Linked DNA regions of Mus musculus: region 2 is linked to region 1. The links are chromatin contacts, called in public Hi-C maps. All regions are on one chromosome and are shown on one strand. Each heading gives the region's core, a stretch centred on a gene start, on an enhancer-like site or on the middle of the called end of the contact. The rest is flanking DNA. Distances are from core to core; before and after follow the strand shown.

Region 1 (4,706 bases), core at 623-3,122:
CTGTGCTAAATTACATTGTGATGCATGCTTGGTCTAACCTGGGGTTTCATCTAAGATTTACTACTCCTAATATAAAGAAAGAATAAACCAGTTGTTTTGCTGGGTACAGAAATACACATGTGAATTCCCACCAGAGGGACCATTGCAACTTCAAGGCCATCCTAGTTTGTATAACAGGTGAGTTCTAGATCATCTAGAATCACATATAGAGATCTTGCCTTAAAACAAATATATGTTAAAATAACCAAATAACAAAAATTGTTTGTTTGGGGGCTGATCAATATCATTCTCATCACAAAATAAACAAAAAAACATTACCCAGATGAACTCTTGGTACCAAATCAGAGATCTGTAATTAGGGAACTAGAGCAAATCAAAACCACGCCCACGAAACCAAGCTCCAAAGGGAGGGAGGTGTGGGGGCACCCTGAACAGGTGTTTGTGAAAAAAAATCTAAGTCATCAGACTGTTTTCTATACCTCGCTTCATCATTCAAGGGGATGGATGCTCAAATGTCAAATCACCTGACACAGTTCCTGGTATACACCAGACCCTGAGGTAATGACAGGTGATCTCAAAGAAAGAGTCTCTTTATATTTGGCTGGCCCAAATTTGAAATAAGTGCAGCCAGGGACCAGTGTGGATAAAGAATTTGTAGGCTGAAGCACATGGATATGTTAAAAGAATAAAGAAATCCAGGAAACAGCCAAGCATTCATTCGCTTCCTGGGCTTGTTCTTTTGAACCTTCCAGGGCCCTTACATTTGCACAGAAGAAACGATATCGAGTCTATCTCATTGAAGATTCAACACAGACATCTCACAGCTCCGCTCCAATCTCTCATGGCAGTGGCTAAAAGGACAGTGCATCGAACAAAAGCCCATTTGCTTCGAGATACAGATTAAAATGAACATTAAAGCCAAAATATTTTGTCTGAATATCCTACCATGTGATTGACTCAGGCCTAGGAGCTGAGCATGATGCAAGGGTTTTTGCCCTTGAAGATCTCAATGTAACAGAAGCCCGAGAGGTAACACGTTAATAACCAGGAAGAGCCGCAACAGCAGAAAGGGCTCTAACCCCGATGCATCCTCGTGCAAAGCAGTTCCTATTCATTCATCTTGCACCCCACTCAACGCGGAAACCATCCTACTACTTCTCTGAACTTCCCAGGGGATGAAAATGCTGTATGCTAACAACTTCTGCTGTCTTTTGTACCGGGTTTCGTGCTGGTCTGGTCAGAGAACAAGGGGGAACAGTCCCGCGCCATCCCTGCCCGCAAGGAGCACCTAGTCCGCTTGGAGGGTGCAGCAGCCACGGAGGGATGCAGCATCAGGTTGGACTGAGGTAGGGAAGCCAGCTCGTGCGCGCTCCAGACCTTCAGCACCCGGGGAAGGTTTGATGCTCCCCGAGAGCATCGGGCACTCAGTGATGAGTTAGGGCAAGTTAGGGGCCAAGGCCTGAAGCACCCCGGTGAGCGGCTGACCTCCCAAGCGCTGTATAAACTGAATACCTTCGAGCCCCCAAAACTCGGGTTTCCGCAGAGCCTGGGCCCCAGCTCCAGGATCCTCCACACGTCGCCCGGCCCCTCACAGCGGACAGTTTTCCCTCAATCATTCCAGGATCTTTCTGAGACGTTCGTTTCATCGCAAAAAAAAAAAAAAAAAAAAAAAGGAAGAGGAAAAAAAAATACAACCTTCTCCTTTCTGTCCGGGTTAACTCACGCCAAGCCGCTCCAGTCCCAGAAACCTCATTACTCACCAAGTCGGGCAGTCGAACAGCGGGAGGCTGGAGCCGGAGTTCACGGCTGCCGCCATCTTGCGTCTCCCCCTCCCATTTGGCGGGTCTGAAGCACGCCGGGAAACTAAGAGCTCGGGAGGGAAGAGGCGGCATCCCAGCAGCCTGTGCGCAGCGCGTGCGTGCGCACGCGCAACGCAAGGACGCTCTCCTGGGAGCGCCTCTGGCGGAGGGCATCAGGGGCTGGGTTTGAAGTCTGCAGTGTTTGCTGGAGAGGCTGGGGGCGGGTGTCTCCTTGGTCACGGGGTCAGGAGTGGTTTGTACCTTGATGCGGCTTTCGCGCTGCGTTTTCCGCCAGAAACCCTAGAGCTCTGCAATCTGCATTAACTCCCAGCTACCCACCCCCTCGGGCTTCATCTAGCGATAAGCAGGTGATGGCTAGAGATAAGAAGTGATGGCTTTTTTTTTCCCCCTTTTTCCAGCCTTCCTTCGAAACACTGCATCTGAAAACAGAATCCTTACTCATTTGTCCTTTCTGATCCCAAGTCTGATGTGTACGGCTCAGTGGTAGTGTGTTCAGCAGGCGCGAATGAGGCCACTGATTCAATTCCCCAAAACCAGTAATTTTCTTAGATCTGGGAGAATCTATAGATTAGGCGACTGTGTCAGAAATCATGTAGTCTGTTTTTGAAAACTTTGGACAAACTGCTGCAAGGCACAGACTCAAAAGGAAAAAAAGCCTCCAATTTTTAGTAACTTAACCAATTCTCAAAAATGTTTAATTCATGGCCCCTTAGGATTTTTCTCTGTGGGTCATAGTGACATAGGAAGCATTAGGGTTACCATCTTCCTCTAAGCCATTAGCTTGCTGGTTGTAATGGTTTTGTCTATTGAGTGCTTATGGGGAAGTATGTATTTCATATGGATCAGTTCACTTGGTATTCCCAAAACTCAAGACAGATTGATTCCAGAAGAGAGGCTCTAGCCTCACCTTACAAGGAGTGGTATTCGAACCTGAGTCTATGTAAAGCCAAAAGCCAGGCTCTACTAGTCCCATATGTTTCTGACAACATACCATTCCTTCGTATGCAGTGGATGGTCCTTTTTTCACTTTTGCAGAAAGATGGGATGATGACTTCACAGTTTTTAAAAGAAACAAATGGTTGGAGGGTGTGGCAGCACATATCTGAAATTCCATCTGCCTTTGCTTCCTGAGATACAGGGTTAAAGGTAGTCAACACTATGCCCTGCTAGACAGTAAAATTAATAATAATAATAATAATAAATTCTCCAGGTTTCAGTAAGCAACAGCAATAGAACATGTCATGGTTTGAATATGCTTGGTCCAGGGAGTGGCACTATTTGGAGGTTTGGACTTGTTGAAATAAGTGTATCATTGTAGGCTTGGGCTTTAAGTCCTGTATCCTGGCTACCTGGAAGTCAGTCTTCCACTAACAGCCTTCAGGTGAAAATGTAGAACTCTCAGCTCCTCCTGCACGATGCCTGCCTGGATGCTGCCATGCTCCAGCCTTGATGATAATGGACTGAACCTATGAACCTATAAACCAGCTCCAATTAAATGTTTTCAGCATAAGAGTTGCCTTTGTCGGGCTGGCGAGATGGCTCAGCAGTTAAGAGCACCGACTGCTCTTCCGAAGGTCCTGAGTTCAAATCCCAGCAACCACATGGTGGCTCACAACCATCCGTAATGAGATCTGATGCCCTCTTCTGGTGTGTATGAAGACAGCTACAGTTTACTTACATATAACAATAAATAAATCTTAAAAAAAAAAAAAAAAAAGAGTTGCCTTGGTCATGATGTCTGTTCACAGCAGTAAAAGGTTAACTATGACAGAAGTTGGTACTGGTAGTGGAGTAGTGCTGTGATAGGCCTGACCATGTTTTTGTCTGGAAGAATGTGGATTTTGGGACTTAGAATTTAGAAAGCAATGGAATGCTCTAAGTATTGCTTAATGGGCCATCCTAATAGGAATATGATGAGATTGATTTGAACTGTGCAGACCTGGCCCAAGAGGTTTCAGTGGAGAATAATTTCAGCATGTGGCCTTGAGACTGTTTTTGTGGTATATTGGTGAAGAATCTGGCTGCTTTTTGCCCTTGTCTGAAGAGTCTACCAGCGTCTAAGGTGAAGAGATTTATATCAATTGCATTGACAAAGTCTCAAAAAAGCCCAGCAGAGACTTTGTTCTCTGGTTAAGTCTCATAAAGAGTGTTTTGAACAAGAGTAGGAAGCTTAGAAAGGAAAAATATAAAATATATGGTTCAAGTATTAGAGGGGCACCAGTAAATGAAATGGAGCTGAAACCTATGTTCTAGGAGATAACAGATTAAGGGATTTGGGGCAAGATCACATCCAGGTAAATTTAGATCCAGGCATGGTGGCATACACCTTCAATCTCAGAAGACAAAGCCAAACAAATCTCTGAGTTCAAGGCCAGCCTGGGACAAAGCAAGTTCTAGGCGAAGAAAAGCTTAAAATCACGCATGATGGTACATGCCTTTAATCCCAGCATTACAAGAGACAGCCAAACAGATCTCTGAGTTCAAAATCAATCTACAGAGCAAGTTCCAGGAAAGCCAAGCTTAGGCAGTGAGGGAGTTAGGACACAGAAACCTGGTAATAGAATAATGGGGGCCATGTTCCAACCCCAGCAAACAGAACACAGCAGCTTTGGTTATGTGGCTCTGGGTTTGGAGTGAAAAATAGAAGGGACTACTGGGACAATTGATTAGTTAACAAGGTTAACTGGTTAACTGGTTAACAGGAGCTAAGAAATTAGCAGTGACTAAGAAGAGACCAGCATCACTGAGGTGAAAATCTTCTGGGTAGAGTTTTCTGAGAGCACAAAAAAGCTGTGTTCAGAGATAGCCAAGGTTGTACCTCCTGCAGCAGCTGTACTTGGTAATCTGTAAGAGTCACCCAGGTGGTAGTGGTTTTGAAGGCATGAA
Region 2 (4,706 bases), core at 917-3,416, 2.5 Mb after region 1:
AGAGAGAGAGAGAGAGAGAGAGAGAGAGAGAGAGAGAATGCTATCACCAATTCTTTTTTTTTTTTTTTTGGTTTTTCATGCACCACCACGCCCGGCTTACTATCACCAATTCTTAAATCGAATTCTACTCAGAATCAGGTTGTACTAGGTAACTGATCTAAAATTACCTCCCCACCCCCATTCTCCCCTTTTTAAATTTTTTTGAGACAGGGTTCTATGTAGCCTCACTCTGTAGACCAGGCTGGCCTCAAACTCAGAGATCTGCCTGCCTCTGCCTCCCCTCCCTCCCAGAGTGTTGCGATTTAAGGTGTGCGCCACTGCCTAGTAAGTTTTTCTAACTCAGAACATAAATCCCCCACTTTGTCAGTGTGTAGCATATGTCTGAAATTCTAGTACTGAGAAGTCAAGGCAGGACTCTCTAGGTCCAAGGCCAGTTTGGGTTAGAGAACCCAGTTTCAAAACACTTCAACTGCCCCTGCCCCCAAAAGACCCAACCCAGGGAAAACAAAACTACTTCATTTAAGTAAGTGTAAAAAGAATATTTTAAAAAGTGGGTTATTTTCCAGATCCTGTCCTTTTCAAAGGACATCTTCGCCTGAAAATTGACATATCGCTTTGTTTTAGTTCTTCAATCTCCTTTCCACTAGAAATAACTGACAAGCCTGGCCAGGGTGCAAGTCTTCATTCAACCCCAGCATTCGGGAGGCAGAGGCACACAGATCTCTGAGTTCAAGGCTAGCCTGGCCTACAGACTACAGAGTTCCAGGATGGCCAAGGCTACACACATAAACCACTTCCTGAAAAGGCAAAACAAAAACTGAAGGGGGTGGGGGGAGAAAAAGAGACAATTGACAAGTGAAAGAAACCTTCGACTGTTTTTAAGTGTTAACTTCGGTGCCATAAGAAATGAGTACTGACTACAAAGGTTAAGTGCCTAGTTTGTAGTGCAAGTATCTGAGGTGCTGGAGATAGACCCCAGTGTCTTGTTCATACTAGGCAAGCTCTCATGAACCACATACAAGAAGCACCTTTATTATCTCCCTCCTCCTTCCCCCGCCTTCCAATTTTTTCTTTAAAAATGCACACAAACTGTAAACTATATGCTTGATTCAGAGAATGCAAAACTCTAAGCAGTGGTATGACAGAGAGCTGGTATCTGGATTTTTACCAAGCTGTCTTACAAGGTTCTACTCTGCATTACAAGAATCAGCGATTCCTAAAGGGTTTGTTGCTACTTTTAATCCCACAAGTGTACGTTCCCATACATCTAGATCTCGACCTGTAGCTACTTTCCTTCCAAAGTGGACCTAATAAACTGCCTTACTGTGTGGGATCTATGTACCACCTCCAAGGTAACGTCCCCTGCCTGGACATGGGCCGCTGGGAAAGGGTGCTAGCGAAGAGCGGGAAGCGCGACGGAGTCACAACCGTAATCTGTCTCCACCCTCGCACACACCGTTCACTCCAAAAGCCTCCGATTCAAATGTTCCAACTACAAATTATCTAAGCTCCCCTCCCCGAAGAGCTATCAAATTGGGCGGGAGCGCTCACGAACTCTGACCCTGCGCCGCCGGGAAAGCTTAAGACCCAGAGGGTGGACGCTGTACGTCGGGGTTTGGGGGGGGGGCACCCATTTTCTCCAAAGCTGCCACTAAAAAAAAAAAATAATAAGGCCCCTTTCCTCAAACACCTCTCAGGACGGAGCCCCAAACCATACAACCGGTACCCCGCAGCCGCCCCGGGCTTCCCACCGGCCTCCCCCTAAAGACTTCCTCCTTGAGGCTCCGCTAGGCCCCGAGCCCGGGCGGCCGGCGCGGCGCCCGGCCTACAGGGCCTCGCCAGGCGGCCGGTGAGGTTCGGCTCCAGCCCATTCCCGCCGCCATTTTCCGGCCACCGCCACCGCCGCGTAGGGGGGGACGATCCCGGAGGAGGAGACTGCGCAGGGGCGCACCGGTCTCGGCCGCAACGCCGAGGCCGGGGGACGCTGCCCACGAACCCCCTCGGGGTCTCTAAGGCCTTCCTCCGCGGGCCGTCCTGTCCGGGATTTTGAGCGCCTCCCCCTCGGGTCTTACAAACAAGCCTCTCGCCTCTCCCCGGATCCCCGCGCTCGGACTTACGCGGAAGAATCCCGCGTCCATCTTGCCGCCTCGCTCGGAGATCGCTCCCTATCCCAGCGTGCACCGCGCCGCCGCGACGGAGGGCGGGACCGGCAGAAGGGAGCCCAGCGCCGGGAGGCTGCGCGCGCCGCTACACCCGCCCCGCTCCGGCGGGCCTGCGGCTGCGCCTGCTCAGTGCGCCACGAGAACGACGCGCATGCGCAAGCGCACCAGGGCGGCAGCCTTTCGCTAGGAGGGGAGGCGAGCTGGGCGACTGGAACCAATGGAAAGAGGAGGGAGAATCTTTGGGTCGCCCAACCCTACCGATCTTTTTTTTTTTTTTTTTTTTGTGGCGCATGATCAGCGGTGTTCGCGCGACTTGAGTTGATCCTTCCTTTGATCCGTAGTGGGAGGATGTGGGGAGTTGAAGGGAGATGGGGGGCGGGGGGGAAGCCTCAGTCCTGGGGTGCATGGGTAGTCATAAAAGAGAATGCTTGCTTAGGGGCGGCCCGATACGCCAGTTGTTGTCATTGTGAAAGTTGAGCTAGGAGTGGGTTTTGGGAGGTTGCCGGCGGGGTTGAGCCTGCAGCGTCAGCTCGTATGAAGCCCGCGTGTTCGCCGGATGTGCGTCGCATCTGGCTTGTTCTTGAGGTGTCCATTGGATACCTTTCTGTGCTTCTGCTGCGAAACCACGCCGAAGGGCAGGAAGTGGAAGAGGGCCAAAACCGGCCCTTTAATGTGCTCACCAAGCGCTTTCTCTCCAGAAAAGTTTCTCTGGGGCCACTTTGTAACATTCCATCTTTCACAGACACGCGCACCTCTAATGCTTTTTCATGGAAAAGTCGGGAAGTGGGCATGTCTGCCCTAGGAGTGCTAGTGTAGAAACCCGAATGTCTCCAGGCATTTTTTTTTTTTTTCTTTTCCTGGCTTTCCTACTTAAAGGGGGTTGACTTTCCCATTTGAACGCCCACAGACCAGATATGACTAGGTTCGTCTCGTCCATCAAAATCATCAAATGAATCGAAATAGCAGGGAAATCAGAGAGGCTGTCTTTGAGCCTTCTCTGTCTCTGTAGATGGCAGTAGCTTTCCTTTTGTTTAGGACAATCTTGCTGTTGAGAGTCCTCTTTCCTGCACACCCCACTCCCAAGCCCTCAGGAAACACACATGCCACTATGATGGAGGCCCAAGGTCCCTTATCTGAGTTGAACTCCTGCACTAGTTCTGTCACAGATAGCCCTGTTCCTGACCTTGCCACCCAGCATCCATTCTGAAGGAGGCCCGGATGCTGAACGATGCTGTTGAAAACCCTAGGTATCTCTGTGAGTTCAAGGCCAGTCTGGTCTACAGAGTGAGTTCCAGGACAGCCAAGGCTACATAAAGAAACCCCATTAAGTACAAAGAAAGGACGTTAAAGAAAGAAAGAAAACCATGGGCACTTGTCTGCTGAAAAGTCTCCAGTGGTTCCTCACATTTTTTTTCCCCTCCAAAAGTCAAAATTGCCCTTTCCTTGATCCCTTGTGCCTCAACCTCACTCCCTGAATTTCCTGCTGCCCAAGGTTTGTACCGGTCTCTGAGCTTCATGAAACCTCTGACTGAGATAGGCAACAGCAAGGTTACTTGGTAATCCTCAAATTCTACTCAAGTGTCCCCCAGGAAAAAGGCTCACGCACCCTCCACCCCCAGCTTTTATCACCTGAATTTAGGGGGTTTTGTTGTTGTTATGTTTTGTTTTGTTTTTTCACTTATCCTCAACCTTTGTTTCTCACAATGAATTGTGCCCTCTGGTCAAATCTTGACTTCTGCTTCTCTTAATATTTAATAGTGGGTGTGGTGGGTCAAGCCTGAAATCCCAGCACCTGGGAGGCAGAGGATGTCTGAGGATTCTGAGTATAAAGAAAAACCCTGGGCTGGAGACATGGCTCAGTGGTTAAGAGCACTGACTGTTCTTCCAGAGGTCCTGAGTTCAAATCCCAGCAACCACATGGTGGCTCACAACCATCTATAATGGGATCCAATGTTCTCTTCTGGTGTGTCTGAAGACAGTGACAGTGTACTCATATAAATACAATAAATAAATCTTTTTTTTTTTTTTTCCGAGACAGGGTTTCTCTGTGTAGCCCTGGCTGTCCTGGAACTCACTCTGTAGACCAGGATGGCCTTGAACTCAGAAATCCACCTGCCTCTGCCTCCCAAGTGCTGGGATTAAAGGCAGGCACCACCACTGCCTGGCAAATAAATAAAATAAAACAAAACAAAACAAAACAAAACAAAACAGAAACCCCATGATGGTTCAGGCCTTTAACCCTGGCACTAAGGAAATAGGAAATCTATGAGTTCCAGAACAGCCGGAGCTACTCAGTAATACCTTGTTCCAAATGTGTAGCCCTGGCTGTCCTAGAATTCTCTCTGTAGACCAAGCTGGCCTTGAACTCACAGATTACAAGCTAAAAAACTGCCAACCCCCGTTAATGTCTCCTGCATGCTGGAATAAAAGGTGTGTACCACCACTATCTGGCTTAGATGTGTTTTTTAAAATATTATTTATTTTTATGTATATGGGTCTGTTACCTGCATATATGTCTCTATGCTACATGCATGCAGTGTCCAA

What was found. Hi-C and Micro-C count contacts between places; a contact is called where the count stands out from the background.
Region 2: a Hi-C map of B cells shows a contact between it and region 1, with 6 read pairs. The contact joins the promoter of Srrm1 here to the promoter of Ppp1r8 in region 1. A contact is called at or near these places in 1 of 39 promoter capture datasets (pre-B cells), 1 of 484 Hi-C or Micro-C datasets (B cells) and 1 of 9 other capture datasets (liver).

What each region holds. Positions count from the first base shown.
Region 1 is chr4:132,841,297-132,846,002 of GRCm38.p6, forward strand. Ppp1r8 (protein phosphatase 1, regulatory subunit 8) reads right to left here and starts at 1,873. Exons shown (of 7, transcript NM_146154.3): 1 at 1,761-1,873. The coding sequence starts at 1,816.
Region 2 is chr4:135,350,980-135,355,685 of GRCm38.p6, forward strand. Srrm1 (serine/arginine repetitive matrix 1) reads right to left here and starts at 2,167. Exons shown (of 18, transcript NM_016799.4): 1 at 2,118-2,167. The coding sequence starts at 2,138.